2 separate regions of the Hordeum vulgare genome follow, and region 1 is linked to region 2. A link is a contact called in public Hi-C data. All regions are on one chromosome and are shown on one strand. The core of a region is the stretch at or near the end of the contact, and the rest is flanking DNA. Distances in the headings are between cores, read along the strand shown. Region 1 holds the start of LOC123412696 (translation initiation factor IF-2, chloroplastic). Region 2 holds the start of LOC123408706.

The links. A called contact is a pair of places that touch in the nucleus more often than the background predicts.
Region 1: a contact with region 2 is called in a Hi-C map of leaf, with 9 times the contacts expected there. The contact joins the promoter of LOC123412696 here to the promoter of LOC123408706 in region 2. A contact is called at or near these places in 3 of 6 Hi-C or Micro-C datasets (leaf and seedling).

Annotation. Positions count from the first base shown.
Region 1 is chr7H:265,296,129-265,298,968 of MorexV3_pseudomolecules_assembly, reverse strand. LOC123412696 (translation initiation factor IF-2, chloroplastic) reads right to left here and starts at 1,342. Exons shown (of 13, transcript XM_045105636.1): 1 at 1,030-1,342; 2 at 1-440. The coding sequence starts at 402.
Region 2 is chr7H:264,613,891-264,616,590 of MorexV3_pseudomolecules_assembly, reverse strand. LOC123408706 reads left to right here and starts at 1,357. Exons shown (of 3, transcript XM_045101759.1): 1 at 1,357-1,807; 2 at 2,615-2,700. The coding sequence starts at 1,372.

The DNA of each region.
Region 1 (2,840 bases), core at 93-2,592, 680 kb before region 2:
CTGCAACACCTCATCCAATGACTCCCGGACCTTCTCTCGGTCTTGCAATGTTACGCCTGCTGGCTTCCTGGCAGGTGCTGATGTTGTTGCTATATCCATGCTTGTTGGTGGCCCATTCAGCCGGACTGGCCTCTGCGGGGGCTTCGAAAGAAGATCGCTGTCATCATCAGCTTTAACGTTCACGCTTCCTCTTGATGAGAACTGAGCTCCCTTTTCATCGATCAAGTTAGTTATGACCATACATCTACATAGTCTTCCAGGTGCACATGGCCACCTCCGGACACCGTCAAAACCCGTGAAACTGATCCTTGAAACCAAGTGCCCTCTCCTCACTGCCGCTGCCGGCAGTGGGCCAGGCCTTCCGTTGCTCCCCAGGTTGGTAACAGAAGCAGGAGACGCCATGACAATGCTCTTAAAAACACTGCTTCGCACTCATTAAGCTGAGGAAGCAAGATTAATTTGAGTACGCATAAGTTTTTGGAAACAATAACCAAAAATAGCGAGCTAGATAATCAGACGAGAAAAACGGCTACGTTACTTGCATGTTGGCTCAATATATCTAAATTCCAGTAGAATTTTACCAGCTAACTTTGAGAAAAATGTGACGGTGTAACAAAATTTAAGCTGAAACCTAACAATGGGCATGCCTATACGGACTGGTTGGAACCTACTTCCTCTGTTACTAAATACTCCCTCCGTTCCTAAATATAAGTTTTTTAAGCGATTTCACTAAGGGTCTACATACGGAGCAAAATGATTAAACTTATACTCTAAAATATGTCTATATACATCCGTATGTAGTCCACTAGTGAAATCTCTACAAAGACTTATATTTAGGAACGGAGGGAGCTTTTTAGAGATTTTCATAGGGGACTACATACGGATGTATATAGACATACTTTAAAATATAGATTCATTAATTTTTCCTCCGTATGTAGTCCCCTAATGAAAGTACAAAAATGGATTTTAATTCTCTGGGACACAGAAGACAGCACACACAAAATTAGCGAGAAGTGAAACAAAGCTTACGAATAAACGAATACGATGAAATTCCGGAGGGTTTTCCGCCGCAATACTGCAAGTTGGCGGATAGCCACAAGGGCACGGAGCAGACGAAATGGCTGGCCGTGACGAGGCCGACGCGAACACTGACGGTGGCCGTGCGTCGGTGGGCGGGGGAGCCACGCGAGCAGGCCTCGAAGGAGGGGGTCTAGAGGTGGAGAGGCGGCAGCGTGGGCGAAGGAGAGAGTTGGATAGCCGGCGAACGACGACGGCGACGCGGCGCGGGGCGATACGGCGGCGGTGCGAGTGGGAAGGAGCGGAGGGCGCGCGTGCAGGAGTGATAAGGATCGGACGGTCGTAGTTAAGCAGCCGATTCCAATTATCAGAATAAAATGGGAAAAACAAAAGCAAGACTGATAAGGTGGCACTTCGGAGAACCACTCAAAGGGATCGTCCCTTGCCATCTGAGTGTCATGGAGTTTTTCGCTCTTAACCAAAAGCACTCAGTTGTGCGGAGTAATTTACAAGTAAAACTCAAAAGATAAACTTAAGGAGGGGTAAAAAAAAGGAAAAGAAAATTGAGAACCATGTACGGTTTTTTCGTTGACTACGGATTGCATGGGATGACCCAGAAATACGCTGGGTGGACGGCGAACCCACCATGCCACAACGTAGACAAGGCTTTCTTTGAGGCAGTGACAACCGTTACGTTGGGTGACGACGCCACGGCTCTCTTTTGGCACTCCTTTTGGATCGGGCACCCCACTCTTGTCGTCGTCCATCCTTTGCTCTACAAACATTTTCGTTGAAAGAATAAGACTGTTCAAGATGCACTTCGTGATGAAAATTGGATCAAGGATTTGAGACATGGGGACGTGTTTCACTTACTTCCGAAGTTCATCCGACTACATCGACTGGTCACCGATACCGTCACGGAGCTCGGAATGGTAGCAGAGACCAAATCTGCCAGAACTTAGAGGTGAAAGAAAAGTACACAGCGAGCTCAGCGTACACATTGCAAATCGAGGGCAGAGTGCAAACTGACTGGGAGCAACTCATTTGGAAGTCCAAGGTGCCTGGGAACATCAAGATTTTCACGTGGCTACTAATGCAAAACCGTCTATGGACAAATGATCGTTTGCAAAGGCGTGACTGGCCAAACAGCTACTTCTGTCCACTTTGTGTTTGCAACATGAAGACGGCACACCATCTATTATGAGACTGCCCAATCACCCGAGAAGATTGGACAAGGGTGGGCAGACGGGAAGGATGCCAACAGCTCTCACCAAGCAGTCAGGGGACAAATGGAAGCTCTCTCGAGATCATGCAGAAGATAGTACACGAGAGACCAAGCCCTCGCAAAGAGTGGCAAGCAAGGCCACAATGTTGTTGACATGCTGGGAGATATGGAAGGAGCAAAACAAATGTGTGTTCAGAGAAAAGTTGTCGTCAATAGAAGACATCACAAAGGCCATTGAAAAACTCTATTGATCTTTGGTGTCAGGCGGGAGCAACGTGCCTCAAGAGACCCTATTAGGATCCGTCGTGAGGAGTTAGCATAGGATTTTTATCCTCGCTAGCAAAGGCCAAGCCTTTTCTGATGTAATGAAAGAGCTGGTCCTAGGACCCCCATCCCACCTTATGTTTTTTCCAATTGCTTCCTGCTAATGAATGAAATGACAGTGATTTGTTGGATCTTTCAAAAATAATGAGAACCATGTATACAAGTCATGCACTAGTAGGAATAAACGCGTCCATTAGTTGGTTCCTCGTAGTGGCATGCACATTTGCTGCCATCATGTGGTGATCATCTCCAATTAATTTCATCAATTGTTCAT
Region 2 (2,700 bases), core at 108-2,607:
TGCACACACAAGAGATGAATATCAATCGTCGAGGCAGCGCCATGGACGCACAAGAGATGAATATCAATCGTCGAGGCGGCGCCATGGATGCACAAGAGATGAATATCAATCGTCGCCCGGGGGAGAGATCCATTCTATTGTTTCAGAATCTGTTCATACTCCTGCAATACTCTCGAGGAGAGACCCATTCTCGCATTTCAGGATCTGTTCATACTACTGTAGTAGTCTCGTGGATTAAGGAAGTAAATAAGATTCTAGAAAAAAGAAAGTAACTCAGGAGTGATTTTTTTTCTATAACAAGTTCACAACCCATAATTAATCGCATGCAATATCTAATATGTTTCCCAACCGTACGAGCAAAGCCTCTCAATTTAGAAAGAAGGAAATCAAGGCAAAGGAGTACGCCTGAATTCTAGGATCGTAGATTTAGGAAGGAAGTCATAGATTAAGAAAAGTGTCCCTAAAATACTGAAGGAAAACATAGCAGGAATCACTACAAGAAAAACGCTCAATTATGACAAAAATAATGACGGGGGTTTAATTGGTCATTGATCCATGACCAAAATTCTGAAATTAGTCATGGCAAGTCTAAGAGGGTCCAAAGCCCACAACGTTATGACCTTTTGCGTCCATTAGGTCATGATCCTATTGCACAAAATAGTCATTAAGATGTGTAGAATTATTTACGATCATATTTCAATGCTACCATGATCAAATATAAGACCATAAACATATGTGCGGAGGTGACTGGATGACACCTCATCAATTTTACCTATGTGTCATGTATTGAGAGCAAAAATTTGTTTTATACATATATGGATGAAGTAAATTATATAAGATAAATACAAATGAATTATAATTATTCATTTTAATATCCTAAATATTTTAGAAAATACAATATAATTACCAAATTGAAATATATGAGCCCATGCTAATCTCATAATGTGTAGACCCTATTTAGATAAATATTTTTAAAAGGTGGTATAGGGTATCTTAACTTGGTGTTTGAGACAATAAAAACTTAAACATGACAATAAAAAATACGTGGGTGAATTTCAACCAAAAAATATAACTTTCTTTTGAGGGAAATAATAAATATTGTACAACTTTTTTTAGGCAATCAAAAAATACAACTAAAGACAACAATATGGGTCCATATTTCCTAAATCCAATATCTATACGGACTAATATGGATCCATATTTCCTAAATCCAATATGGGTCCATAAATACTGGGTCATTTAAACATACCACATGAGGCTAATATATTGAGTGTTTACCCGAAATAAGAGAATAAAAAATATAAAAGAAACAAAAGAAAAAACACAATTACATAAGCTGGCTGATTGGTGGAATATTTATGCCACGGTTCGATGACATGGCACAAATCCTACCGTCCATTGCTAGCAATCCCACGTCCATCCATCCATTCATCCATTTGGAGAAAAGAAAAAAAGAAAACTAGCAGATCGCGAACCCTACCCAGCCACTCGTCGCCTCCTCCCCTTACAGAGCGCCGCCACCACCTCCCTTCACCACCTGCCACGGAGCTTCTCCCCGCTAGATCCGTCTCCACCTCTAGGAAGCGCTGCCTCCAAGTCCTTCACCTTGTTTCCCAGGTCCTCGACCGCGTTGGGCATGTGGTCGGAGAAAACCACCCGCGCTGGCAAGGCGCCGAGCGCTGTGCTGGTGACGGCGCTGTTGGGCCTGGCTGCCGACACGCCGGCGCCACGTCGCGCCGACGCGTCGTCCCTGCCCGCAGCAGGAGTAGGGGATGTGTTGCCTACCCCCTCCTCTCCACCTCCGCGGGTACTCCCTCCGATCCGTTTTAGTCTGCGCATAATTTTTTTCCAATTTTTTCCTTATTAGTCTGCGCGCTTTGCTTTGCCTCCGCAAGTTTCCCAGCCTGCCCTGCTTTGACCGTAGTAATTAGCATTGCTTTGGCAACTGCAGCGAAACAACAGCCAATCAACCGCGGCATGCAGCGGCCCCGTGCTGCGCGCTAGGCAGAGATAAGAGGAACCGCAAGAACCAAGCAATCAACTGCATGCAGGAATTAGAATACAGAGTAGGGATTGAAAAGAAAGGATGCTTAGACTGTGTTATTCTTAGTCATGGCAGCTTCCGCTGGTGTTATGTATTAAGGGCACATAATGGCATGACCAACTAGGTATGGACATAACAGCTTAGGAGATTAATCAAAATAGAGAAAACCATATCATCGATTTATTTGACCTTTTCCATGTTAGCTCTTATAAATATTAGTCACATAAGAGGATTAGGAAGTAGTCATTGTTACAGCTCACGGTACTGTTAAATTACATGTGTCTTTGATGGATGCCTCTGGGTATTCAAGGCTAAGATATTCCTATGTTTGATGAAGTTCAAAACGTGGTTGAACCCAGCAAACAATCCAATTTTCCTCCTCCATATTTTGATTCGCTTGATTGTCAGCCTAGTGAAACACTTTATAGACTGTGCTAATGAAAACTGGAATATAATCTAATGTTGTTGCCTCCATGTATACTCATCTTTCCAGTATGCTTAGATAGATATATCACATATCAGAGTGCAGATTCTTATGTTCTTCTAATTGTACTTGTACCGTTTTGATAGCCCTAACAGATAAAGGGAAGTTTTTACTAGCTGCTCGACGATTCAGACATGGGCCACACACTGAATATATCATCTCGTATGACTCT